7 separate regions of the Mus musculus genome follow, and all the other regions are linked to region 5. The links are chromatin contacts, called in public capture Hi-C and promoter capture Hi-C maps. All regions are on one chromosome and are shown on one strand. The core of a region is the stretch at or near the end of the contact, and the rest is flanking DNA. Distances in the headings are between cores, read along the strand shown.

Region 1 (3,992 bases), core at 820-3,319, 1.7 Mb before region 5:
ACTTGGGAGGCAGAGGCAGGCAGATTTCTGAGTTCAAGGTCAGCCTGGTCTACAGAGTGAGTTCCAGGACAGCCAGGGCTACACAGAGAAACCCTGTCCTAAAAAACCAAGGGGGGGAAAAAAAAGATTTGTTTGGGGCTAGGGAGATGGCTCAGTGGTTAAGAGCACTGGCTGATCTTCCAGAGGTTCTGAGTTCAATTCCCAGCAACCACATGGTGGCTCACAATCATCTGTAATGGGATCTAATGTCCTCTTCTGGTGTGTCTGAAGACAGCAACAGTGTACTCACATAAAATATATCTTTAAAAATTATTTTTATTATTTTTAAACAGTGTGTCTGTGTGTAGGTATGTACACTTGAGGGCAGGTGCTCACTGAGGCCAGAGGCTAGATCCCCAGAGGCTAGGAAACTGGAGTTAAGGGCGGTTGTGAGCTGTGAGACATTGGTATTAAAACTTTCAACTCAACCCCATCTGGGGATCCATCCCATATACAGTCACCAAACCTAGACGATATTGTGGATGCGGGGAAGTGCTTGCTGATGGAAGCCTGATATGGCTGTCTCCTGAGAGGCTCTGACAGAGCCTGACAAATACAGAGGAGGATGCTCGAAGCCAACCATTGGACTGAGCTTGAGGTCCCTGATGGAGGAGTTGGAGAAGGGACTGAAGGAGCTGAGGGGTTTTGCAGCCCTGTAGAGGGAGCAATAGTGTCAACTGGCCAGACACCCTTCCTCCACTGGAGCTCCTGGGGACTGGATGACCAACCAAAGAGTACACATGGAGGGACATATTGGTTCTGGCCGAATATGTCCCTTGTTGGCATCAGTGGGAGGAGAGACCCTTGGGCCTGAGGGTTTTCGATGCCCCAGGGTAGGGGAATGCCAGGGCAGAGGACAGGAGTGGGTGAGTGGGTGGGTAGGTTGGGGAGCACTGTCATAGAGGCCCTGGGAAGGGGGAATAGGATAGGGGGTTTCCGGAGGTGAGGGAAGACCCAGGGGAAAACATTTGAAATGTAAATAAAGAAAATATCCAATAATAATTTTAAAAAAATCAACTCAAGTCCTCTGCAAGATCAGTGTGTGCTCTAAAATACTAAGCCATCTCTCCAGTCCTTTCTGGTCTATTTTTGGATCAGTTGCTGTGAGGCTCCTGGTTTGTTGTTTGCACGTTCGAAGTTCTGAAGTTCAGTTAGTGTTTGGCAAGCTCTGGTACCTACAAACTTTAGAAGCTGAGGCAAGAGGATTATGGGTTGGAGACCAGTCTGAGCTATACTATAACACTCTATCTCAAGGATAAAAGAATGTTTTAAAAAGTTTTACTTATTATTATATCTAAGTACACTACAGCTGTCTTCAGACGCACCAGGTTGTAAGCCACCACGTGGTTGCAGGGATTTGAACTCAACACCTTTGGAAGAGCAGTCAGTGATCTTAACCGCTGAGCCATCTCTCCAGTCCAAGAATAAAAGAATTTAATGATAATGATACATAGCTTTAAAAAACGTCCAATTTGCTTTTTGTTTGTTTGTTTTTTTGAGACAGGGTTTCTCTGTATAGCCTTGGCTGTCCTGGAACTCACTCTGTAGACCAGGCTGGTCTCGAACTCAGATTTCCGCCTGCCTCTGCCTCCCAAGTGCTGGGATTAAAGGCATGCGCCACCACTGCCTGGCATCCAATTTGTTTATTGATAATCTGGTTTGGTATGGTCTTTTGCAGCCTATCACAAACCTCAGTACAAAACAAGGGCTTGTTTAACACGGCCTATTTGTGTTATATTGCTAGAAATTCCTATTATAAATGGACCTGTGCAACCTTTTGGGGACATCCGTTCAATACGATCAATAAATAAGTAGTTTGGTGTTCTGGAGTGACCTAGCCAAGGAATGATTTAACCTAAGCTCTGTGTATAGCTGAAGCACAAAACAAACTACCTCCAACCTTCGGTTTGTCACAGAACTGACCATTATTAAATGTGCCACCCGAATGGGCTTCCTGCTGCCTTATTTCCCATGCCAGGCTCCCGGAGGCCTAGGGGCGGGCTCGGCAGCCATCTTTGTGTAGGGCAGCTCCCACGTGCCGTGGCGTCCGCCGCCATCCTTCTGCTGGGCGGCGCTTCCGCCGGCGTGCGGGTGGGAATCCGCAGTGGTCTGCGGGTGATGGAGCGTCGGGCGGGCTCTCGGCTTAGGGCATGGATGCTGTTACTGCTCCTGTGCCCGGTGCAGGGCCGCCAGAAGGACTCAGGTGGGCTCCGGGCGGGGCCGAGCTTACCGCCGCGGCTCGGGGTCCGCTCGGGTCCCTGGGTGCTCGCTGTGGCCCCCGGCGCGCGGAGGATGCTGTGCGGCTGCAACGCGAGCTGGACAGCGGGCGGGGGCGAGCCTAGGTGTTTGGTGGGCCTCTTCTTCTGGTCCTGGATCCCAGAGAGTAACCCCCATCCTCCAGAATTGGGGATGGTAGGAAGAGAGGGATGTTCCCTGTTTACAGCAGAACGCTGTTCCGTGCTTCCCCAGAGGAGGGTGGGAGGCACTTGCTAGCTATTAGGACAAAACAGATGAGGGAGGATTTGAGTTTGCGTTGATTGTCTCGATGGGGTTCAGTTTGATTAGGTGAGAATCCATGTCGAAGTCCGGTGTCTCCATAACCTACTGAAGGCCAAACATTAATAGCTTGTGACTTTTCCAATTTCTTAGATACCTGATGGCGCAGGTAGAGGAACAGACTTGACTCAAGCCCCGACAAGTTACACAAAGAATCGTTCTTGGCATTTCCACTACTGGGAAAGGAAGGGGATTTCTCCAAGTGTTGGTCTTCTGTTGCTTCTGCCTGGTGCTTGGCAAATACGAATGCCAAGGGCATTTATTCTGTTAACTCTCATTTCCTTCACTTTTTGAAGGCTCAAAATGGAAAGTATTTCTTGACCAAATTAACAGGGCTTTGGAGAATTATGAACCATGTTCAAGTCAAAACTGCAGCTGCTATCACGGGTGAGTTCCTTGGTGTGTCTCTGAGAGCTGGATTCTTGTAGGGACCTTCGCTAAGTCCCTTGAGAGATCTTGATGGCAGTTATTAGTGATCTAAGCATGTCTTGAGACCTTAGATGGCTCTCGTAATGTATGGAAATGCTCTGGGATGGGAGAGGCTCGGTGTTCTCCACATTGCCTCTGTTCCCTATGGTATTTTAGCAACATGTGCTTTCTATTTCTTCTATTTCTCTTGAAAGCTTCTTAGGTCCAGAGTTCATGTCTTGTTATTATTCTCTCTGGTGCTAGTTGTCTGCAACTGCACATGAAAAGGAACGAGCATGTTTATCATCTAATCAGTATTTCCTCTTGGTTTTTATCTTTAAGGTATGCACGTTTGGGCAGGGTTAGTTCAGTACATTGAAAGCAGGCCGACTACCCCTCAGGGCAAGCCACGTAACCCCTCTGATAGTCCATCAGCTAAATAGCAGTCCTAGCTCTTCATTTTTTATTTGATCCCTCAAAGATGCTGATGATACTGAAACTCACTCTGTGCTGAAGTTGAGAAGGGATGTGATTTGCTCCCTGGTGACTGCAGCCTATGCTCCCAAGTTTGATATTTCTCAGTTATCCATGGTGCTCTTGTGGAAGAGTGGCTCGTTCCTATCCCCTGCTCTCCCCCCTGCTTAGTGTATCCTCTAAACAAAACTCTTGGGGATAGATGGGATGGCGTCCTCAACCTCGTGGCCTGCTTTGGCTCGATGTTTTCCATTGTTCTTGCACAGCGTCATAGAAGAGGACCTGACTCCTTTCCGAGGTGGGATCTCCAGGAAGATGATGGCTGAGGTGGTCAGGCGGAAGCTAGGAACCCACTACCAGATCATTAAGAACCGGTTATTCAGGGAAGATGACTGCATGTTTCCCTCCAGGTATCCTCTGGGGTCCTCTAACACTGTTAGTACACGGAGGCTGACTTGATCACACTCCTAGGAACCAGCTACAGGAATTTGTTTTTTTTCTTTTTGGTATGCCAG
Region 2 (3,911 bases), core at 237-2,736, 1.3 Mb after region 5:
TGTAGGTTCTAGACACAGTCAAACTTCCAATACCCCAGTCCTATTTGGCTGACCAAGAGCGCATGGCCCACTAAAGGTGGGCTGACCAGATGCGCTCTGTAGGCTCTTCTCCAATTATCAAAAGCCAGAAGAGGATCGCAGGCCTGGGGGCAAGGTCCCGAGGCCACCGCTCCAGATCCAAACTCAGCGCCTACTCATGTCTGGCGCAACGGGGCGAGACGACTCAGAACCGGGCCCCGGTAAAGCAACCAGAAGGGATGAGATCGGCGCTTCAGGTGGTCGTCTGGTTCTTTAAAGTTTGAGGCCCGCAACGGAGCCCACATCGTTCTGCCGATCCTCTTCACCTTCGCTTTTTCTCCGCGGGTCCTGCTGCTACTTCTGTCTCCGCTCCCGCCGGCTCGGGTCCCCGGATCCCCTTTCCTGTTCGCATCCCTCCTTGTGCCCAAGCGCAACCCCCCCCCCCATCCCTCCCTCCGCGCTGGATCTCCCGCACGACGTGAGCGGAAAGTGAATGGGCAGCCCCAATCACAAAGACAAATTACCATGAGAAAAATAAATCAGGAAATCGCCCCTTTAGTCCCAGGTTCCCGCCGCCGCACCCGCTTCACTGGCTGAGGCAGGAGCAAGGGGCCCCGGGCTGCTCCATCCAGGGCCTTAGAGGACACTGTGGGCTCCGAAGGGCCCAGTTAAGGCTGGAGTAGCCTAGGGGGTGGAGGGGTCTAGGAAGAATCAGGCGAGGGCCGGGTTGGTGGCGGCGGCATGGGGGACGTCCCTGCGCGGGAGATTTCACACTCTGGGCCGGCCACGCGTTCCCACGCGCCTCGCCGCCCGCACTCTTCCTCTGCCAGGTTTCCCCGCCCGCCCTCTGCTGAACCTCTGTCTCGGCCCAGTCTCCGTTCCTTTGCCCCCTCGCTCCCCCAGCCTTTCCCTGGTCAGTCCCCCTACTCCAGGCCCGCGATCTGGGTCTCCGCCGCGGCTGCAGCCTAGACGCGCTGATCGCAGCCCAGTGGAGCCAGAAGCCAGAGCGAGCGGGTGTCAGGAACGCAGCAGCTCCGGTGGCGCCCCAGCCGAGGTAGCCCCAGACAGCCCCGGGACCCGCGCTCCAGCCCCCTGAAGCCTCCCCAACGTGCCTCCAACTTACCAGCGCCCCCGGACTCCCACCCCTCTACCTATCCTAGTTGCTGAAGTTTGCAACTCACAGCCCCAGCTGGCGAGGGAAAAAGCTCCGGAAGCTCCCGGACTCACCTCCCGGCAGCACGCGCAGGTGCCGGGCTCCCCGCGGCCCTGGGCTCAGGGCGGTGCGGACCACAGCGACGAACCCGAGGGCTGGTGGCCGGTCTGGGAATGGGGCGGCCGAACAGCAAGGCTCCGGACTACGGGTTCAGCGCTCCGCCGCAGTCTCCGACTCCTGTCGGGCCCGGCTGCGCTCCGGCTGCTCCAACAGCCGCTGGATGCGCGGCCGACCGGCGGGGCTCGGCGGAGCTGGGCTCCAGCACCAACCCCCGCGCTCCAACTAGCTCCAGACCCCGCGCGCCGGAGCGAGCCGGGAGGAGGAGAGTGAGGGAGCAGGCGGTGGGGTGGGGGGGAGGCGTGGGGGAGGAGTTGGAAGCCAGAGGAGAGAAGGAGGGGAGCGGGGGAGAAAAGGAGGAGGGGGATGGAGAGGACCTGCGACTGCTGGCGCTTCACCCGCCAGCCCGGAGGAGAGCGGGAGAGCGCGAGGGGGCGCCCTGCATCCCGATTTCGCCCCCTAGCAGAACTCCGGCCCCTAGCTTGCGAGCTATGGGGATGGGTGGACAGAAGCTGCCTCTGTCCTAGGTCTCTAGCCTTTGCCATCTTTTGCTAGGTTTTACCTTACCGTTCTCTGCCATCCCCATCTCAAACCGACCCCAACTTGGAGCCTGAGAAAGCTCTCCCCCCAACACACACCCTGGGGTCCCCAATACCCCAGCCCCTTTAGCTGTGTAGAAACATTTTTCTGCCTGTGGATTTGAAATATGAATGAGAAAAGGACCGCGTACTAAACCCGGGAGATTGTAATCAACTCCAGCAACAGCGAGATGCTAAGCTGCTGGGCTGGACCGAAAAGCCAGAGCTGACCGGTTGCTAGTTAACCTCACAAGCTACAAGATCTTGGGTGAATCTCTCTAAGTCTCAGTTTCCTCGGCTGTAAATTGACGTTAGTGATGTGCACCCTACCGAACCTCGTATGAAGAACCAGCAGGGGATCCAGGGAGTGAAATGGCTTCAGGAACACTGGGAGGGTATCCAAAGAATGTTCAATCCTAGAGGAACGGAGTAATGTCCGCAGCAGAGGGACCCTTAGCGCAGCCACACCAAGCTAGGTGGGATTGTTTCCAAGTTAAGTGATCTAGTGTCGACAGAGAAAGTCGAGGAGCGCAAGCTTCAAATCCTAGATGCTAGGGCTACAAGCACGGATGGAAAGGGAGCCCTCTGCTGAACAGAAGAGGTACTTTAATTATAAAATAAGGTGAGCTAAGGAAGTGAAAAAGTGGGAAAGACAAAGGACCTGAACAATCAAAACAAGAGAAGTGTGCTTCTAAGAGAAAACCAGAGAAAACCGCCAAATAATGCTTTAGGGGAATAAAAACGCTAAGAGTCTCTCTGGAATGCTTTGGAGAATTAGAACCGATTCCAGGTGAAGCACTTCGTGTTACAAAATGAAACCTCGGAAAAATGCAGAAGGATGGAGATAGTGATGGAGGCGGTAGGAGTCCCAGGATGCAGGCAGTAGGAATCCCGGGATGCTTCCCTCCAGTACCTCCAGGGTAGTGGAACAGAAAGGGTGTGCTCTAAGGAAGCCCTTTATGAGGTGCTGTGAAAAGGGAAACAGTACCAGACCTCAGAGAGATAGTCTTTCTAGGGCAACAGAAAAATGCTGAAGCTCGTAATGTGCTGCATAAAGAAGAACTCACAAAGATAAAACCTATTCTGGACCCAAAGAGAGATGCAAAGATGGGGATGGGGAGAAAGCGTCGTCTGAGCACAGACACATCTAAGCCGGGGGTCAGCTCTGAAGAAGCAGTATGCGCTACACAGACCAAGAGATCTGGAGAGTAGAAGCCAGTTTCTAGAATCTCTGGACCTCTTCCATGCTATACACACTGGCCCAACCCTCCCCCACACTCCCAATCCCTAGAGGATTGTTTTTACCATGGCAAAGATACAAAGATGTGGAATATAAAACATCTTTTTTAAAGATTTCTTTTCATTCTATATGTTGGCTTGTGTGTCTGTGTGAGTGTATGCCATGTGTGTTCTGGTGCCCGTGGAGACAAGAAGAAGACATTGGATCCCCTGGATCTGCAGTTGTGAGTCCCCTGGTGTGGATGCCGGGAATCATACTGAGGTCCTCTGCAAGAACAGCAAGAGAACTGCTGAGCCATCTCTCCAAGCCCTAGAAGCACCGTTTGATTAAACCAAAACCATAATGTTCCATAAGCTGCACGAAGTGAGGGGAGGCTGTTTGGCTGGCTGGGAAAATAGGCAAATGCCTTCTGGATGATTCTGCGGGCCACCACTGTCTCTTGGAAAGCCTCCGTCCTTCACACCGTCTTCCCACCGCCTTTCCCACACCCCTTCCTGGCTTCCCCTCTCCTTATGAATGAGCCGGGGAGGGAGGTTGGCGCAGGAAGAGAAAAGGCGACACCCTTGTCTGGGGGAAACAGAAAAGGTGATCATCATCTTTAGGAGGAGCCAAGAAGGAGACACTCAGAGACACAGGCTGAGGAGCAAGCCTGCTCGCAACCCTGAGCTAATTAATCCTAATTGCATCCTACTGTGTTGTATTGATTACCAGTGATTACTCAAGGACTCTCAATACCAGAGAGCTCCAGAGGCTGGACACTAAGAAAGGGGACAGTTTCTTCCTGAGCCTGGCTCACCACCTGCTC
Region 3 (3,768 bases), core at 1,031-3,530, 1.0 Mb before region 5:
ATTGAAATAAAACACGACATGTTAAAATTAAGAGGAACCAAAGTCTGTCCAATGAACATAATCTCCCCTTACCTGTCCTATATCCTACCTTTCCCTAGTACTCCTGTTGTAGGTTACCGGTGTCTACCACAATGGCCTCCTAACCAGCCCCCAAATCCCTTCTCCTTCATTCAGCCCCTTGCCACTCCACAGGAACAAACATGTGCACTCAGAATACAACCCACACTCTATGGAAGTCTTCAAGATGTGACACCCTCTGAGTGTCCCCGGTTCTTTGCAATGATCATCTTTCAGCAGTTCTTTTCCTTGCTCCTGGACTTTCACACACACTCTTCTTTTTACCTGGATTGGTCCAATGGCTCACACTCAAATCTTCACTGTTACTTCCTTCAGAAGGCTGACTCAAACGGCACTTACTCAAGAACCAAAATAGGTCAAATCCCTGTCATTCTATCTCAGGGGATTAGCCCCAGAACTTAGGAAAATGTTGGGACACATCAAGTACTGTGTAAACATCTATCGAGGAGCAAATTAAGGGACACTGTGTCCAGATGCCTCATTTGGCAAACAGGAAGTGCTAAGTGACCAGCAGAAGGGTGAGATGTGAAGAAAAAGTCTTATTCCTGGGTCAATGTTTTCCCTGTTAACTCGAAGGTTCTTTCTGGCTCCACATTCTTTTATCTTGGCTAACCAATTAAAAGAGAGGAAAAATATTTAACAAGTGGAAGATGCTTTCTTGTTTTGCTTTGACTCCCCTGCAGGGCACATTAGAGCACTTCTATTATCCTCTCTGCACCTCCTCACTCCAGTACACTACTGACTAAGCCACTAGGAGATAGGACAGACAGTTCCTGTAAAGAAGGAATCACATTCAGTAACATACAGTAACACAGATACAATGGTATGATGTGTGACACACAGAGGAAGTAATTTGGCTCTAATTGTCCTGGGAACAGTTTTTTTTTTTTTTTTTTTTTTTTTTTTTTTTTTTTTTAGAATTACAGAAAAGACTCCTAAGATAAAATTTTGAAATGTGAATAGTTCCTCAGGGTCAAAGGAAGCGCAGCGTGGTTTTTTTTTGTTGTTGTTGTTTTTGGGTTTTTTTGTTTTTTTTTTTTGTACCCAACCCCAACCCCACAATTTAGTGAAGCTGCCTTTCTGGGTGTGTGTGTGTGTGCAAGGCTCACTGACTCCACAAATGGTACTTTGGGTATCGGGAAAAGAGGGGAACTGGAAATAAAAACCAAGGAAGTAGGTCAGCACCTCCTACGCCACGTTAAATGCCACTTTGATGCAAACGCATGGAAAGTCTCGGAAGACTTAACCAGTAAGAAATCGCCAACCTCTGTTAACGGGAGCCCTTTTGACTCCCTGTCTAGACTCAAGAAAGAAGGCGAAGTCCGGCTTAGTGGCGCATGTCTTTTAGCCCCAGATTTGGGAGGTAGAGGCAGGCGGAGCTCTGTGAGCTTGAGGTTAGCATGGTCTCCACAATGAATTCCAGAGTTCATTGGGGGGCGCGGGGGGCGTCGAAGACCTGCGGCAGGCCAAACACAACCCAAAGGCTACCACCCACCCACCCACCCTTGGTCAGACGCTACGGGTGACAATGGCTCGCCTAGTCCCCCTCCCCCTCCAACCCGGTGCCACGGAGCTCGGGCCACCGCCCCGCTCCCCACCCCCGGGACTCGCCGCCGCTCACCTCCGCAAGTTCTCGATCTCGGCGGGGATGCTCTGCAGCTGGTTGCCGCCCAGGCTGAGGGTCTGAAGGGCGCGCAGCTCCAGCAGCGAGGCGGGCAGCTCCTGGAAGCAGTTGCCGCTGAGGTTGAGCACTTGGAGGCTGCGGCAGAGCGGCGACTGGGCCAGGCCCTTGGGCAGCGAGCCCGGGCCGCCGAGCCGGTTGTTCCTGGCCAGCAGCGTGCGCAGGCCGCTCAGCGTCAGCAGCTCGGGCCCCAGCGCCGTGAGCGAGTTGCCGCTCACGTCCAGGAGCTGGAGGTGCGGGAAGCCGCCGCCCAACGCCCGCGGCAGCGACGTCAGGCGGTTGTAGGGCAGCAGCAGCCGCAGGAGAGCCTCGCGCGCGCCGCGCCGCTCCTCGGCGCGCGCCTCCAGCTCCGACTCCAACGCCTCGGCCGACACGCTGAGGCGGGACCAGTTGAGTTCGGCCTCCCCGAGCGCGGCCTCCTCCATCCCGCCGGATCCCGGGCCCGCGAGCCGAGGCGGCGCGCCCCGGAACCTAAAGCGAGCGCCGCGTCGGAAGTGGCGCGGCGCGGCCCGGTACGGCCCGGGCGCTCACCCCCGCGCGCCCTCCGAGTCACGCGATGGTCGGCGCCGGGTGCGCGCGCCGCTCCGGGGGCCGGGCTCCGCCTCACGTGGCGCACGGCGCGGCGTCCGCTGCGCAGGAGCCGAGGCCTGGCGCTCCCGGGAACCGTGTGAGGGAGCTGTGCTCGCCCGGGCGTCGCGGGGCTCGGTGGGCGAGCCGGAGGCCTGAGGCTCCCCGGAGCGGGCAGCTCGCCCTTTATAGTGTGGCACCCGGTGGTGGCCTTGGCCGCCAGAGTAAACAGCTCCGGGGCTGTTGATCCCGCCCGGGGGCCTGCGCGTCACGGGGCGCCGCCTCCTTTGTTCTCACTTGAGGCCGGGGCCCCCCCATTTTTGCGGGATCCAGAGAGAGTAGCCATGACGGGGACGTAGCCTGAGAATTTAATGTCTTCAGGAGAACGTGCTTGGTGGCCCCACGCCTCTCGTCCCCGCTCTGAAATGCAGAGGCAGCCGTACTGAGTCTGAGGCCCGCCTGACCTACATAGCCCAGGCTAGCCAGGGCTACACGGTGAAGAACAAAGGCCTCTTCGAAGCTAAAGCCAAAGTCGGAGATGGCTGTCGCCCCAGCTGGAAAGCATGCTTGAAGACCTTCCCTTCCCTGATTGCCTGTTGTTTCTTAAAGCATTGTCTAACGCGAGCGAGCCAAGACAGCCACAGCTATACAGTGAAACCTTGTTTGGAAAAAAAACAAACCCCAAAACAACAACAAAAAGCACCATTGTAAAAGTATTGTGTGTCCAATAAGAACTTTGTCCACGTCAATCACAGAATCACTCCTGTGGGCTTTGGTCCCTTGGGCATGGGAATGCGCTTGGGAGTTGGATATAGGAGCCCCCTTTATTAGATCTAGCTTACACTGAGCTCAGATGGAGAAAGCGTTCAAAGCACTCTGCAAGTGAGAACTAGATAGAATTTAACTGGGAAAGTCTTGACTCTAGCTCTAATTCACTAATTCCAGTAGATTTATTTTCATCCTGATCCCATTTCAATGTCAATCTTTTCTGAGATTTCGTTTTGTAATTTTAAAGTCATTAGTGGAAATAAGAGAAAAGCTTAGTTTCTTACCGAGCTTAAATACAAGAAAGTTAAAAGGTTATGTGATAACCAGTGGGATTAAATTGCTTTTTTTCCTAAAAATCATAACCTCATCTACTCAGTTGTGCAGATGAGAGACTTCATGCTACTTCACAGCTAAGCTTTATGATTGAGTTGTCATGTTTGTTAGTTTAAACAATCTATGAGTGGAATTTAAAAAATATGTGCCAGACATAGTAGTACCTGCTTTTAATCCCAACATTCAGGAGGCAGAGGTGGGAGTGTCTCTGTGAGTACCAGCCTGATCTACATAGTTTTAGGACTGTCAGGGTAACAAAAAAAAAGAAACCATGTCTAAAAAATAAAATAAAATCTGCAAGTGTCTTGAAGACATCTGATTTGGAAGTTCCTTTTTTAAAA
Region 4 (3,987 bases), core at 1,402-3,901, 1.3 Mb after region 5:
ACACAGGGCTGCAAGTCATGGAGGAGTTTGTTATTACAAGGCAGTGGTTCTCAACCTGTGGGTAGAGACCCCTTTAGGGGTTGGACAACCTTTCACAGAGTTCACATATCAGATATCCCTCATATTGGCTATTAACATTACGATTCATAACAGTAGCAAAAATTACAGTTATGAAGTAACAATGAAGATAACTTTATGGTTGGGGCGTCACTATAACATGAGGTACTGTATTAAAGGGCATGAGGCACTGTATTAAACAGCATTAGGAAGGTTGAGAACCTCTGGTCTAAGGGAAACAGGGAACCATTGGAAGGCTTTGGGGACATGACCAGCAAGACCTAAGTGACAATACCGTATGGATCATTAGGAATAGCAGGCACAGAGACTGCTGTTACCTTCACCAAGTGGGGCACACTAGTGACAGCAGGTGTGACAGAATGCCTGTATTTTGGAAGTAGAATTAACAGAACACAGTAAGGACTTAGATGGGTCTCTTGAGAAGGGGTGAGCCAAGAATGACAGCTAGGTGTGTATGGCCTTGAGACTTTAGCCTGACCGAGAGACGGAACTTGGAGCCTGCAGGTCAGGAGCAGCAATTGTTCCTGGGTCAGGTTATTCTGCATAGTCTTCCACCTCCACAAGTTCCATTTCAGCTGGCCTAAGGACTACATCAGCAGTCTCTACTTAAGATGCAACTCTCTGTTGGGCTAATTACCCAAGTCATCTTCATAATCAATAAAAGCAAGTGACTTAGGACACAGCCCTATCTCTGGGGACTTACCCCAAAGCAGCACATGCAACAATTTCCTGAATAACATTGATGAAACAATGAGATGGTTGCTACAATGTGGCAGTTAGCTCCCATGTACAATGTGATGGTTGCTACTGTGATGCTGTGAGCACTCCTGACACAAAGTGATGTAGGCTTGTGTGTTTGTTTACACACAGTGTTTCTGGAAGGCAAGACAGCTAAAGACTAACAATGGGTATGCACTAAAGGTAAGGAGTAGACACCTGGAAACTGGGGGATGAGAGAGGCTTTAGACAGCTGGCAACGTTTATTCAGGGAATATCTCCCAACTCCTCAATGTGCACTTCCTCTGTCCATTTTATTATTCTCCATTTGCATCCTTATGACGGAGTAGTTGTCCAACAAACATTCCTAAATGAAGTGACAAGCTGATGGTGCGCGTGACAAAGAGGATTCAAAAGAGGATTTTTTGTTTTGTTGTACATAAAAGACCTGTCTTATGTCTATGGGTGTTTTTTTTTTTTTTTTTTGTTGTTGGTTTTTGTTTGTTTGTTTTTTGGGTTTTTCGAGTCAGGGTTTCTCTGTATAGCCCTGGCTGTCCTGGAACTCACTTTATAGACCAGGCTGGTCTCGAACTCAGAAATCCGCCTGCCTCTACCTCCCGAGTGCTGGGATTAAAGGCGTGCACCACCCTACCCATATGTAGGAGTACCACAATCATATCTTGTGCCCTTGGAGATCAGATACCCTGGAATTGGGGTTACAGGATGGTTGTTAGTTGCTATGTGGGAGCCAACAGCAGCAAGTGCTCCTAAATAATGTACCCATTGTCCAGCTCCCATTTTACATTTTTTGTTCAGGTAATTAGCATTCATTTAACATCAATTAACTATTTAAATGATACAGTTTGGTGGCATTTAATACATTCATAATGCTGTGCTGCTTCCCCTTTTATCTAGCTCTGAAAGATTTTCATCCTCATCAATGGATTTCTGAACTGAAATTCCTTTCCTCCATTCCCCAGGTCAGAGTAATCTGTTTACACAAAATGCAAACAAACAAACCAAAAAAAAAAAAACAAAACCAAAACCATTTTTTCCAATTTTTGTATATTTTATATAAATGCAATCATACAATATACAACATTTTGCATTTGGCTTTTTAAGAATCAGCATCATATATTTTTGATATTTGTTAACATGGTTGTGTGAATTTCTTTTTATTGGATGAATAGTATTCCGTTGTACCGGTGTATATCACATTTTCTGTATTTGTCTTTTGAGGATATTTAGACTCACTCTTTCTTTCTTTCTTTCTTTCTTTCTTTCTTTCTTCCTTTCTTTCTTCTTTGACTATCATAAACAGCGCTGCTAGGAACATTGGTGTGCTAGTACTACTTGAACACACTTTTCGATTCTTTTGAGTATATGGTTAAGGAGTAAGGGGATAGTGTGGTGATCTATACTTAATATTTTTTGGGCTCTCTAAATTGTTTTCCCGACACCTCAATAATGTTTTGTCAAGGGGAAAAAAAAAGCCTCGGGAGCAGATGGCATTTTCCATCCTCCACAGGCCATCATAGACTTTACAATTAGTACCTACAGTCAAATGACTGGAATTCTCTGGGTTGCCTGCTAATCCTCGGGGTGGGGAAACTAACTTCTGGGGGCAGAGTGAGTTGTTGGTTCTGATTCTGCGGGCACAGAGCAAGGCTCCTTAGTGAACAACTGTCCCTACTCCCCAGCCTCCCTGCCCCCCATCCTCACAGCTGCTACTCTGCGTCCTCAGGCAAAGTCCGAGGCAGAGGCATCCCGAGCTTCTCGTGAACTACAACTCCCGGCAGGCTCCTTCCCGGGCCGCCTCTCCTAGCCTGGTGCGCATGCTTTGGCAGACGTGGCACCGGGAACTCGGAGGCGGGGAGCGGCTGTGAAGTGGCCGTAGCTGTTGGCCGAGGTGGAGCTGGCAGGCGTGCGCGGGAGCCGGGTGCAGACGGCAGGAGGCGGCGGGGATGGCGCGGGCGTGGGGGCTGCTACTGGCGATTGGGGTGAGGCTGTGGGCCGGCGACACGTGCGTCCCGCATGGCCGTGGGAGCGCGCGGTCCGGGTTGGTTGGGGGCGTGCTCGCCGGGTGGCAATAGGGTCTTTGGTCCTCTGCTCTCCACTGGGGCCGGGCCGGGTGATCCCTCTCTCCGGGTTCGCGCTCCCGCACAACTTTGCGGGGACGCAGGTCTGGGATGTCCTTAGCCTAAGCAGGACTCCCCGGGCGGTGCTTGCACCTGTGTGAGTGTGGGGTGGAGGCTGCCTTCCACTTGCGCAGCAGGAACACTTGCTCGTGGGTTGGACCCCCGGAGAAAGGGCGCGTGACGGGTTGGGTGGGGTCACCACCTCCAAGAGTTCTGCTCCCACGGTGATGCCGGCTCCAGCCCCGGCCACTTTCGAGCTGTGTGTGTGGCGCCCTGGATCTGTAAACGTGTCTGCGTTCCTTCTATGAGATGGGAAACCGTAAAGATACCCGCTAAGGAGGTTGTCAGACGGGTCGGCTGAGGAGTCGGTGGAACCAGCTCCGGAGACTGCAAAATGATACCGGAGTGATACAGAAGTGGAGGAGGGGTGAACCGTGGTGCAGACTATGTGGGGATGGGAGGACTTTCCCGAACAAGCATCCCCCGAGAAGAAGTGGGGACTGGGGACGGGTTTGCCCCTGGGGCTGAGGTGTGGTTGTGGGTGTGTGACAGGATGTAGTTGCCTTCTTCCACATCTCTCTCGTAACTTCTTGTCTCCCTTGTGTTGGGTCCATCTCCTTATGGCCACCGCCACTATCACCAAGTTCGGAAGACTTACTTGCCCCTACCACTCCACTGTTTTCCCTTTGGGTGTGGCAAGGATGCTGGGCAGATGGGGGGGGGTGTGGTGGAAAGGGAGGGGTGATTAGATCTAAACGCTTGAACTCCGCAGTGCCCTGTCCTTTGGGATCACCAGTTAAAGGAGTGACATCGAGTTTTCTGTTATGTGGAAGAAGGTGTCAAAGGAAGCTCCCTGTTCCCAGTTCTGCATCCTCCGTCTAGGAGAGATCTAGTAGGTTACCGCGAAGCTTTGGGGTGCTGGTGGTGTGCCATGATGTTTGACATAAGTTTCCTGGAGCCAGTTGGGCTGACTCCCATCAGGATGTCAGTCCTTGAACTCTGAGGGAGGAGGGTTTTGCTTTCTTCCTTTTTCCCTCCCTTCAGTAAAAACAAG
Region 5 (4,108 bases), core at 1,077-3,576:
CTTAAGAAATTATGTATACTCTGTAATTCTACTAGAAGTGGGTCTTGGAAGACTGTGCTTGGTTTTCTGCGGATTGTATCCTATATGATCTTTTCACTTTACTGACTTTGCTTTACATATCTTCACTATAAAGTACAGCTACAAATAAGACAATGTATGTGTTGAATCCTGTGAGCCCGTCCACCTAATCACTGAACCTGGAGATGGTTTGGAAAACCCCACATACTAGACCTAAGAAATGTTATGAAATTATAACAAAATTTAAAATTACTTATAGTCTATCAATTCTAAAATTCAAAAATCCACACCTCAATTTTTTTTTACTAAAGCTTTTCTATATAAGTCTATATAGTTTTCTAGGTAGTTTTCTATAGTTTTTTACTAAAACTTTTCTTTATAACTTTTCTATATAAGTATTTGAAGCTCAATAGTATCATTAATATAAAACATATTTTAATTAATAAACATATTTATTATGAAGAACTGTGCTAAATGGGTTTTAATGCATTATTTTATCCTTTCAATGGGGTTATGAAATAGTTACCATAATCATCTTAAATGTGCAGTTAAGAAAAATAAAACTTAGCTGGACATAGTGGCACATGCCTTTAAATCTCAGCACTTGGGAAACAGAGGCAGGTGGATCTCTGTGAGTTCAAGACGGACCTCTATATAGTGAGTTTCAAGACAACCAGAACTATAGTGAGACCCTCTTCTTGAGTAAAATATAAATCATTAATAGACAAATCCACTGAAACTATTTTAAAGAAAGCCCAATAACATTCCTAGCATGTAGAAGATGTAAAACTTTCCAAGAGAATGCATGTTGTCTTACTCTTTCCGGTGTCTACATTATCCTGTTCTTTGTAAGAATTCATCAAAATATGCTTAAACATTCCCTTCACTGGTGGCCATTCTGATTGCAAATTACTTTATACAATATGGTAATAAAATCAATGTGAAAGTATACATCCACTCACTTGTGCCACTGAACAAATCCCTCTTGACATTAGATGGCCACAAAATCAACCACCTGGGTTTCTCTAAACCAGTGTTTTCATCTATGAACATAATAGCCATCCCTTGTCCCTAGACTTCAAAATTTATAAGGCATTCAGCAATGATTAAGTCTAAAAATATGAAAGTATTGCTGAACCCAAAATAATTATTTAGAGAGCATGTATTAACTCATTTAACCACCTCAACAATTCTAAGGAATGGCATTATTTTTTACATAGCTATTATTATTTCCCCAATTCTAATGATAAACACATTTGTTTGATTTGCTTGCACAAAAATCACATTGAGAGTATGAAGCTGACGTACAAGCCCAGAGATTCTGGCTTCAGAACCTTCGTGCATAAATACATTGAACAATCTCTCCTTGTATCTTTAAAGGGTAGAAGGCAAAAAATAATCCCTCATCCATCTGAAAAAAATAAATTGACAAACCTATTTAAGGTAGAAGTGCTGAAAGCATAGTCTGATGCCACAATTAACCTGAAGAATCACCTGAGGGGGCTCACTGTAGACTTTCTCTGAATAATCCTCCAATACAAAGCACGCTTTCTCCTACTTCATAACACTTCTGTGAGGTGGGGTGTGTGTGTGTGTGTGTGTGAAGGCAATTATCAATCAATTGACGCTCTTACCCTACTGCTAGACTGATCTCTGAGAAATCAAGAGTCCCAAGGCCGCGCTCTTCAGTGCTTCCAGGAATCACTACAGAAACAAATGCCAGAAACAAACGTACAGCAGTCAGTTACCCCTAACCCTAGGCTTCTCCGTCGCCTCCGGAAACGCCCCCTCCTCAGGTCCTAACCCCGGCGGGAAAAGCCTGTGTTTTTAAAGGGCTAATTAAAAAATAATAAATAAATAAATAAATAAATAAGAAAGAAAGAAAGAAGAAAAAATAAATAAATGAACGGCCCTTAAAGGTAACTGCGCGGCTTCCAGAGGTTTCCAGTCTGGTCACATCACCTGAGGGGGCGCGGCTGGGGTTCCAGACCCGCCTCAGAGCAGCTAGGCCTCAGGAGGCCCCAGGCCTGGGCCCGGCCGCCACCTCTCGTCAGGCGTCCGTTTCCACACCAAACCTGCGGGCCCGGCGCGGAGGAGGCCCACGCTCCCGTTACCAGGCCCCGCCAGGCAGTTCTGCCCTGGGTGTCTGGCGTCCTAGCTTCCCCGCCCCCCTAGGGCCTTTCCTCCATCCCAGCCGCCATCTCGGGTCTGTTACCTCATCTCTTTCCCCGCGTCCGTCCACCTCAGGGCCCGACCCGCACAGCGTACCTCAGCGAGGCGGTCTCCGCCGAGCTGTGTGCGTCGCGACGCGGGAAGGGGGCTAGGGGCGGGGATGGTGGCCAGGGGCGGGGCGGGGCCCTGGGGCGAGGGGCGGGGCAGGTGTCTCCAGACAGCCAATCAAGACTCGGGGCGCTCCAAGGGGCGGCCGCACGCGTCTGGAGGTGAAAGGAGCTGGTCCCGGGCACCGAACTCAAGCTCGCAGCCAGTGCAGCTGTTCCAGAGGCTGTGGCAGGGGACGGCGAAGGCCAAAAGCGGGAGGCAGGGGACGAGGATGAGTGGACCAGCGGGACTTGCATACCTGGACCGTCGCGAGCGGGTTCTCAAGCTAGGCGAAAGTTTCGAGAAGCAGCCGCGCTGTGCCTTCCACACCGTGCGCTGTGAGTGCAGACTGTACCCCGGGTTCCTTCTGGGATGGGAGGGTGGTATGGAGACAGACTCCTCCGGATTCTGTAATTCTGTCCCCGCCGCTCTTTGCTCCCCGGGAGACCAGATGGCACAGTGATCCACTACCCAGTTGCCAGCCTCTGTGCAGGCACCTGGCGTCCCACAGTGTAGGAGAACCCTGGAAGGGTTTAAGTGAGACTGACAGACCTGAGAGGAAGTTTTGTGGGACGATCTGCACGGGTGGCTGTGGAGACTAGCGTGACAAGTGGATGGTGCAGAGTTTGAAAAGGTGACAGACAGATGGAACAAAGGACCGAATGCAGGGCAAAAGTGATGTGGAGAGGCCACAAGGACATTTCTTCCCCATTCTGGCTGATGAGGGTTCCCATTTAGTTTGTTCTTGGGAAGAGATTGTCAGCTGTCTCAATCGTTTGTATCTCTTTCCATCTCAGATTTCATGGTCAACTAAGTAATTACTGATTATCAAAAATTGAAAGATTTTTTTATCTAGTTTCTTTACTTTAAAAATCTACCTCCTAATGATTTCTACCCTTTGGTGTTTTGTTCTCTGGGATCTATTTTAATAGGTTATCTCTAATATTGTTGAAAAAGAGGTTATAATGAGCCTTTTCGTTTTAGTAATTAAATGAGATGCCAGCACGAAAAATATAACTTAATTTTGTATGTAAAACTTCTTTTTTGCATAATAGGCCACAGAATTCTAGCGCATAAGGGAAAGGTCACTGAGTTGTGACCTCTGTGTGTGTGTGTGTGTGTGTGTGTGTGAAATTGTAGATTTTTTTTCACATCTCTTTTGCAGCCCAGCTCTTCTTTACTGTCTGCTTGTCCTACATTCTCCACCATTCTGTCCTTTTCCTTACAAGGTTTATATTCTGAAAAACACTCATTTAAAACTCAGTCTTCAAAGTTTAAGTTGTAGACAATTCATCTATAATAACTCAGAGTAAATGTAGGAAGAACCAATGGGTTTAACCTTCCATTGATTATATTTAAGCTTTATAAAAAGGCTGCATTAAGCAAAAATATCATGTTTTGGTGGAATAAATGGGAGAAGTTTACCAACAGAACTTCAGTAGTGCTCCTTGTTTATTTTGCTCTGGGTTACCATCCAGAGTTCCCCACAATGAATCAGTGAGTGTTGTGCAGCCATAGTCTCTCTCCCTCTCTCCCTCCCTCTCTCTCTCCCTCTCTCTCTCTCTCCCTCTCTCCTTCTCTCCCTCCCTCCCTCCCTCCCTCCCTCCCTCCCCTCCCTCCCCCTCTCTCTCTCTGTCTCTCTGTCTCTCCCCTTTCCAAAAGCAAGGTACTGTTCTTAACTGACCTCTCAATGCCCCTTTCCCAAGTACTATGTCCTTTTCCTCTTCCTTCTTCTCAGGCATGCAGTGATCTTTTGTTTTTCAGTACAAAG
Region 6 (3,617 bases), core at 59-2,558, 1.5 Mb before region 5:
TTAAGCAGGTTACCTTGGTATTTCAAGAACCTTGGTATCAGATCGATCTTTAAATTCTCCATTTATAGGTAGTGATAATAATAACTGGTTACACTCTTATTACCTTACAATACCAAGGAATACTTTGTTTTGTGTATTTTTCTATTTTTATTTTGAGACATGGTCTCACTCGGATGTTCAGGCTAGACTTAAAACTGTTTCAGTCTCTCCGGTAATGAAATCACACCATGAGAATCCATATTTGTTTCTCCGAGTATTTTTCTGCTTTGATGGGAGAAGATGGAGATGCATAGCCACACTGAGGACTTCAGTATCTGCCCCAGAACCCAGGCTACATAAAAGGGAGGAGACCAAACAAAACCTTTTGTGACTTGATGATAAAGTCGATGAACATTAATATCACCTCTGTCCTGTAGACAAGTTTTACAATTTGTTTTTATGTGTATAGGTGTTTTGCCTGCACACCATGTGTGTGCAGTGCCCGCAATAGCTAGAAGGGGGTGTCAGATTATTCTGGGGTTGGAATTACACAAGATTGTTAACAGTCGTGTGGGTGCTGGGAATCGAAACTAGGCCCTCTGGAAGGTCAACCAGGGCTTTTATCCACTTAGCCATCTCTCCAGCTCCAGACAGGTTGACTTTTAACTTCTTGGAAAGGGTATCCCTTCAGAAATGTATCCTGTGTTCTACTATTCACACGTTTCGACCAAAAAAAAAAAAAATTACTAAAGATTACCTGAAAAATTTACACCTAGGTCTTAGTAAATCTATCACAGCTGGTGGTATAGTATTGGCTGGTAACAAATCTCCACATATTTTAAATGCCTTTAAATCAAGAAGCATCTTTACGCACTTCTATTTATCTGGGTCTTATCCCTAAGAAGACTAAAATGCAATCGTAGTAAGGAATGAAGGACGAGAACCTTGGGATCAATGTAACCTCTTGCCCTCTCCGTTGACCCCTAACTGAGACTGGGGTGCGGGATCAGGGAGCAGAGAGGACAGCGGAACTATGGGTCCCTGCATCTCCAGAGTCCCAGAGAGCAGAGTGGAGCCGAGCTGCTAAAGCCCGGGCTTCCCTCCCGGGCTACGCACTGACCACGCATCACGCGCCTTCTTGGTTTCCGGGCAGGCACAGCAGGGCTTCAGTGGCTTCTTCTCCTGAGCCTCGGGCGGGGCAGGGCTAGCGGCCGCCAGTCCCGGCATCTTTCCAGGCGAAAGCAACTATGAGCGCACACGCGCAAAGCTCCCAAACTCCGACTACCCTGAGCCGTCTGTCTCCACTTCCGCAGTCAATCGAAGGGGGACAGGAAGTCCCGCCTCTCCGGACGGAAGTAAGTCTAAGAAGCGCGTGCGCAAAAGAAGTGGTACAAGGCCTCGCTCCAAGGGCGTGGCGTCAGCGCTGGCGCAAAGGTTAAAAGGTCACCCAGAATGGTTTTTGTTTTTGTTTTGTTTTTGAGATTGTAATTTAATTACATCATTTTCCCTTTCCCTTTCCTTTCTACAAATCCTTACATATACATACCCATTCCCCACTATCCTTCAAATTCATGGCCTTTTCCTCCCTAATTGTTATTGCATGCTTATATGTATACATGCATACATATATTCCTATATGACCCATTCAGTCCAGTATAATGCTAACTGTATTCGTATTTTCAGGGCTGACCTTTTGGTACTGGACAAGCAGTAGCAGATCCGGGTTCCACCCTGGGATATTTTATGGTCTTTCTTCCTTCCTGCTTTGTAGACATTCTGCAGATACAGATACAAAGGCCCCCTACCTCCTATTTCTCTCCGGCATATATGCTAAATTTTCAGATAATATATCATGACACAGTAGTCATGAAAGAAGATAAGATTTTTTTCTACTTTCAACAACTGTGATGGGCTGTCTCTGTCTCTCTGTCTCTGTTTCTCTCTCTCTCTCTCTCTCTCTCTCTCTCTCTCTCTCTCTGTGTGTGTGTGTGTGTGTGTGTGTGTGTGTGTGTGTGTGTTTTGGATAAGTAAATGACATGGTAACTGATACTGAAAGTGTAACCCCCTCAGTAGAGCTCCATTGCTTCAAATCAACCATTCTAATTGTATTCAAGTTCACTAAGATGTACAGCATTGAGTGGCTTCCTTAAACTAGCTGTAGGTCAGGAAAAAAGTGGTTTGTAGTTATTTATTGTATGTATCTGAGTACACTGTAGCTGTCTTCAGACACACCAGAAGAGGGCATCAGATCTCATCACAGATAGTCATGAGCCACCATGTAATTGCTGGGAATTGAACTCAGAATCTCCAGAAGAGCAGCCAATACTCTTAACCAGTGAGCCATTTCTTCACACACACCCAAAAAAGTGGTTTTAATTTTAATATAAATATTTATAGACAAAGTCTCTAGCCTAAGCTGGCCTTGAATGATCTGTGGATGACCCTGAACTGATTATTAAATGTTGGAATTACAAGTGTGTGCCATCCTTTCCTGGTATATAAGGACTTCCTGCATGTTAGGCAAATAGTCTACAAACTGGGTTACATACCCTCAGCTCCTAAACTGGTTTTATTAATTGTGCAATCAGATATTTGTCATTATACCAATTAACAGAATTAAAAATGCCTTTTCCTGGCATTTCTTAAATTCAACTAGGATCAATATAATCTTCAGCATCACAGCTTCCCTGTATAGAGTTGAGCGTGAGAGGCATTTAATCTTCATAACAAACGGAGGTTCAGAAGGGCATATGATTCATTCAGAGCTACATAGCTCATGAGGTTCCATCTCTCCCCATGGTCCATGCACTATCCTGTGCAATGTATCTAAAGGCAAAGTAACTTTCACTTTCAAACCACTCACCTGTATTTACTGGCGCTACTGCATTTTTGTGTAGAGTAAATGAACAAAGAAGAAAAAGAGTAGAACTGGAAAATGTAAGGATTGTGAGGACTGACTTTGATACAAATTGTAGACCACAAAAAGAAGGAGCAGAGGAGGAGAAGGAGGAGGAGGAGGAGGAGGAGGAGGAGAATTGGAACTTTATTGCAACTGATAAGTTTTCCTCTCATTTTTCCCTTTGTGAAGGAAAGTTCCTGGCTTGAACCACACATCACTCTGAACTTCCTGAAAGGCTGATCAACTGATTACAATTTTAGAGATCTTAGTAAGGCTGGAAGGTTGCTGGATTATAGCCAAGTAGTATTGGAGCAGCTTTAGTCCCCACATAGTGGTCTTTTACTGCCCCCTTCTGTATGTGATCTAACATCTTTGTGAGCATTAGGTAAACCCTTTGGAATCTATGAGCAGACCCCCTCCCCCCAACCCCCAGTTCCCACCAACCAAAAGGCTGAGAAGATCATCAGACACCATCTGAGGCTATGGCTGAGATTTTCTTACCTTCCTGTGACCTGTCCACCTAATGTTTTTACCGCTGTGTATGGGAAGTGTCTTGATTTATGATTTTGCTTCTTTACTATAAAACTACATGGGAGTGTCATATCACCATACTGGAATGTGGAATTTAGGGTAGTGTGAAACTGTTCCCAGACCCATAATCATCCATATTTGTTCCCAGAATAAACTGTCTCTTATCCCGTGTGTGTGTGTGTGTGTGTGTGTGAGAGAGAGAGAGAGA
Region 7 (3,830 bases), core at 1,216-3,715, 1.5 Mb after region 5:
TCTCTAAACAATAAGTTTTAGTAGTTATGTGGCCTTTCTGTATAAGCTATTATAAGTAAACTAGAGGTGATTTAAAGTGTAAAGTGGATGTGAAGAGCAGCTTTTCAATATTGTTTGTGGTAATTAAATATTATCTCCAACGTGTTGCTTGTCTAGGGGCCTCTCTACTGAATGCTTTATGTTTCTAATGAGGTTTTTTTCTTTCTTTCCTGGACTAATTACTTAGAACCTGAATGTTTCCAAACTGCTTGGAAACTCTAGTAATTGTTCCCACTTAACTTTCCCAGTAGCTGCTATTTGCCAAGGACCTTCATGTATTCTCCTGGAGCTCTTCCTCTGCTCTCAGATTAGAGCTCTTGCTCGTCTCCTCCTTACCATGAGGTTGAACGTCTGCTTGGCTTTCTTCTAGCCCGTGCTTCCAATATTATTCCCAGAGAGCGATCTTGGAAAATCTGGGGGTTCGCTCTGTTGGCTTCTTCTTTCTATGACCATAAAGTGACTGCCAGGTTGGAAAATGCCTGCAAGTGCTTGTTCCTCAGACTTGGTTTTCTTTCCTTTTGGTCATGCTAGGAAGCAACTTCCTGCCTTCAATGCCAATGTGGTGGTTTTTGAATAGCACGTTAGTGGAGTCATGTAACATGTGTTTTTGTGTCTGGCTTATTTTAGTCTTGTGGTGATTTGTATACAGTTGTTGATTGTCGTTCTTTTTCCTTAGACTGTGTGACTAGTCCACCACCTACTCATTCTATAGACATTTTAATACACATGAATACATTTCTGCTGGAACTTTATCTCAGAGTGGAATGCCCTGTTAAGTCATACTAAGAATTACCAAATACATAATTAGTTCAGATCTCCCCTCTGAGCCCTAGGCATACTTATCCCCAACTGCCTCTTGACATTCCCATTTATAGGTCTTCAAATTTAACATAGCCCACATGTTTGCTACACTTTGAGAATCCTAATGGCTTCTTAACCCATCTAGTTACCTAAGGCACCATGTTTAATAGTCTCCTTTATTTTGACCTGCTCCAGAAAATCAGTCCATTAAGACCCATGAACTCCACCTATGATTTATTAATATCTTGAAATTGTCCATCTCTTTCTGCCTCTACTGCCATTATCTTTGTTTAAGCCACCATCATTTGTGGCCTTGACCAATACAACTGCCTCCAAACTGGCCCATCAGTAACCCTTCTTGCTCCCTATCCATCCATCTCCATAAACAGCAAAATGAGCTTTAAAATATGTAAATCAGATCCTACTTAAGAATCTTTATTAGCTCTGTGAATTGATCTTAGGGTGTGTTGCTGAAGTCTGAACTGTATAAAGTAGCCAAAGAGAGTTAGACCTTGCCTCATCTCAGCCTAAACTTCTTGCCCCTACATACTTTCTGCTTTAGGCTTTTTATTGATGAAATTAACCATAGTGACCAAAGGCAACTGGGTGTGGAAAGGATTTATTTCATCTACGAAAAGAAGTGAGGGCAGGAGCTCAAGGCAGGGATCTGGACAGGAAGTGAGGCAGAAGTCATGGAGGAGTGCTGCTTACTAGCTTGCTCCCCATTGCTTGCTCAGCCTACTTTCTGGTACAACATAGAACTACCTGCACTGGGGTGAAGACCGCCCACATTGGGCGGGGCTCTCCTGTATCATCGTCAATCAAGGCAATATCCTACACACTTGCCCACTAGGCTAATTTTACAGAGGGTTTATCAAGATTCCTTCTTCTAGCTATGTGAAGGTTTCTGTCGAGTTGACAGAAACCAACCATCACGACTTCCTAGTACAGTTAAATGCTCACAAATCATGTTTCCAGGGTCTAGAACATTTTTAAGGGTCCCTTAATATACCTTGACCTTAAAAGGTACGTAATCATGGAGCTCTTCCCCGACAGTCCACAACTCATTCATCAATGTACCTATTAGTTTTTCTTCACAGTACCAGTCAAATGTACATTTCTGTAACAATTTACCTTAATGCCTTTTATTCCTATTACACCTTAAAAGGAGTGCTGTGGACATTCCTGTAAAACATGCTTAAGATGCTGCCGACCATTTAATTGACATTCAGCATATCCTTGTTTAATAATACTTAACCTCGTGAAGGCTGGGAGGAGCTACTGAGGCTTTTCTCTCTGTTTTGCTAAGTTTCTTTGTGTAGTGCCTGATGGAAGAAGATCCTTTCCCTGTTCACCAGAGAGAGCTTTTCCTCTGTCCCGAGTGGCGCACGAGAGACAAACTGCTTCCCGACACAAAGCAGCAGGTGAAGGAGATTAGCCTTATTTCCGAAGGACAGCATAATTCTCTTCTTAGAAGAGAAGGCAATCTCCTGGCGCAGGTGCAGGAAAACCTGCCAATCTCCGCCGGAGGAGGCGGGGATAGGGCGGGCCTCGGAAAGGGGCGGGTCTTTGGATGCTTCCCACGGCGTCCGATAGGCCCGTGCGAGCTCCGCCGGCGCCAGCCACGTTGGACGCGGGCATCCCCGCTGGAAGGCCACTCCCGGCCCCACAATGCACTGCGTGGCACGTCACTCCGAGCCGCGGGTCCCGGAGCGACAGGTATGGCCCGGCCCCTCTTTTCAGCTTCCTCTGGGTCTCCCGGAGCTCTGGCCGGCTGCTCGCGCCGCTCTCTCGGAGTTCCACCTCGGCTTGACCGGTAGTTGTCCGAGCCGGAGCTTGGTGGCGGTGGCCTCAGAGCTTAGGAGGACGGGCGTGCAGGGTCCGAGTCCCTGCGACCTAGGGCTGCGAGCCTCGCGGGCGGCGGTTGCTGTTTAGCAGGCCTGTCCTAGGATGGGCGGCTGGAGTAGGGGCTGCTGACGGGGAGGGACGGCCGTCCCGGGCTGCCAGCGAGCCGTAGTGTTGACTCCCTGGCTCCCGATGTCAGCAGCACACCGACTCACTCGGGCTGGTAGGTGGCCCGAGAGAGCTTGAGGTGGCATTCCTACTTTCTTTTGGGCGGGGTAGCTTGTACCCTGTGATTTGTGAAGTCTGAATGGGCGTTGCAGTTGGACATCTTACTCGTTGGCTCTGGGAAATCCCGTGAGGCCCTGTTTTAAAGGTGCTTTGCGACTCTCTGTGGCAGAAAAGAGACCTGAGAAATTGGCTCCACAAGTGGGGAGTCTCCTGCTGCTTAGCTTCCGGGATCACCATCACCTGGGGGCAGGTGGAACTCTTCAGAACCCGCCCCTCCTGTGCTTAACCCTGGGCAGAGCCTGGGTGTCCCGCCAGGCTACACGTGATAGAATCCCAGCGGATTAGTACAACCACCATTTTTTTAAAAAACGGAATCACATTCCATGTTACTGGTACCCACTCGTTTGCCAGTACCGTGAGAAGTCGGTTTCTTAAACAATACTTAGAACTTCTAGTGTGTAAAGGAAGACTTGAGAGCTGAACCTGACACCCGTAACCAAAAGTTACTAAAGGATCGGCCGTTTCCACTTAAGAAGATCACATCAGTTTAGTACTTGATTTTTAGAGACTGGGTAAAGTTTAAGTATATTTTAGTTTGGTGTATGAAAAGACACTAGCAAAGAGATACTTGCCACCTTCCTCTCCATGTAGTAACGAAGCCTGGGTATGTTTAGAGGCAGTGTCTTATAGAGTTATTAGAGTTAGTAACAACTTATTACTTACTAGGGGTTGAACAAATGACTTAAGCTTTTGGAACCTGTGTTTCTTCCAAAGCAAAGTGAAACAAATACCCAACCTTACCGGTTCCCGGAAGGTTCAAATGAGGTGTATGAAGTGGATCTTAAATTCAATTAAAAAAAAAAGATAGGTAACTCCTATAATATTCTGTCATATTGTACCTCTGGGCACTGTAGGCA

What was found. Promoter capture Hi-C pulls out the DNA fragments that hold promoters and counts their contacts. Capture Hi-C pulls out chosen DNA fragments and counts their contacts.
Region 1: a promoter capture Hi-C map of hippocampal neurons shows a contact between it and region 5, with 5 times the contacts expected there. The contact joins the promoter of Poglut1 here to the promoter of Iqcb1 in region 5.
Region 2: a contact with region 5 is called in a promoter capture Hi-C map of stem cell-derived epiblast-like cells, with 4 times the contacts expected there. The contact joins the promoter of Sema5b here to the promoter of Iqcb1 in region 5. A contact is called at or near these places in 8 of 39 promoter capture datasets (the 3T3-L1 cell line, cranial neural crest, embryonic stem cells and 3 more).
Region 3: a promoter capture Hi-C map of pre-B cells shows a contact between it and region 5, with 4 times the contacts expected there. The contact joins the promoter of Lrrc58 here to the promoter of Iqcb1 in region 5. A contact is called at or near these places in 2 of 39 promoter capture datasets (liver and pre-B cells) and 1 of 115 datasets of contacts at active chromatin or transcription factors (large pre-B cells).
Region 4: a contact with region 5 is called in a capture Hi-C map of embryonic stem cells, with 2.3 times the contacts expected there. The contact joins the promoter of Pdia5 here to the promoter of Iqcb1 in region 5. A contact is called at or near these places in 5 of 39 promoter capture datasets (the 3T3-L1 cell line, 3T3-L1-derived adipocytes, cranial neural crest and 1 more) and 1 of 9 other capture datasets (embryonic stem cells).
Region 6: a contact with region 5 is called in a promoter capture Hi-C map of liver, with 2.6 times the contacts expected there. The contact joins the promoter of Cox17 here to the promoter of Iqcb1 in region 5. A contact is called at or near these places in 2 of 39 promoter capture datasets (liver and pre-B cells), 1 of 115 datasets of contacts at active chromatin or transcription factors (astrocytes) and 1 of 9 other capture datasets (adipose tissue).
Region 7: a promoter capture Hi-C map of hippocampal neurons shows a contact between it and region 5, with 7 times the contacts expected there. The contact joins the promoter of Sec22a here to the promoter of Iqcb1 in region 5. A contact is called at or near these places in 4 of 39 promoter capture datasets (3T3-L1-derived adipocytes, hippocampal neurons, liver and 1 more).

What each region holds. Positions count from the first base shown.
Region 1 is chr16:38,548,333-38,552,324 of GRCm38.p6, reverse strand. Poglut1 (protein O-glucosyltransferase 1) reads left to right here and starts at 2,069. Exons shown (of 11, transcript NM_172380.4): 1 at 2,069-2,242; 2 at 2,892-2,982; 3 at 3,744-3,887. The coding sequence starts at 2,158.
Region 2 is chr16:35,538,937-35,542,847 of GRCm38.p6, reverse strand. It overlaps Sema5b (sema domain, seven thrombospondin repeats (type 1 and type 1-like), transmembrane domain (TM) and short cytoplasmic domain, (semaphorin) 5B), which reads right to left and starts at 1,486. Exons shown (of 22, transcript NM_013661.2): 1 at 1,246-1,486.
Region 3 is chr16:37,866,912-37,870,679 of GRCm38.p6, reverse strand. Lrrc58 (leucine rich repeat containing 58) reads right to left here and starts at 2,280. Exons shown (of 4, transcript NM_177093.3): 1 at 1,700-2,280. The coding sequence starts at 2,184.
Region 4 is chr16:35,489,537-35,493,523 of GRCm38.p6, reverse strand. It overlaps Pdia5 (protein disulfide isomerase associated 5), which reads left to right and starts at 2,651. Exons shown (of 17, transcript NM_028295.1): 1 at 2,651-2,795. The coding sequence starts at 2,760.
Region 5 is chr16:36,826,618-36,830,725 of GRCm38.p6, reverse strand. It overlaps Iqcb1 (IQ calmodulin-binding motif containing 1), which reads right to left and starts at 2,326. Exons shown (of 15, transcript NM_177128.4): 1 at 2,234-2,326; 2 at 1,653-1,722. It overlaps Eaf2 (ELL associated factor 2), which reads left to right and starts at 2,467. Exons shown (of 6, transcript NM_001113401.1): 1 at 2,467-2,675. The coding sequence starts at 2,570.
Region 6 is chr16:38,344,690-38,348,306 of GRCm38.p6, reverse strand. Cox17 (cytochrome c oxidase assembly protein 17, copper chaperone) reads right to left here and starts at 1,308. Exons shown (of 3, transcript NM_001017429.2): 1 at 1,100-1,308. The coding sequence starts at 1,206.
Region 7 is chr16:35,362,553-35,366,382 of GRCm38.p6, reverse strand. It overlaps Sec22a (SEC22 homolog A, vesicle trafficking protein), which reads left to right and starts at 2,465. Exons shown (of 7, transcript NM_133704.4): 1 at 2,465-2,559.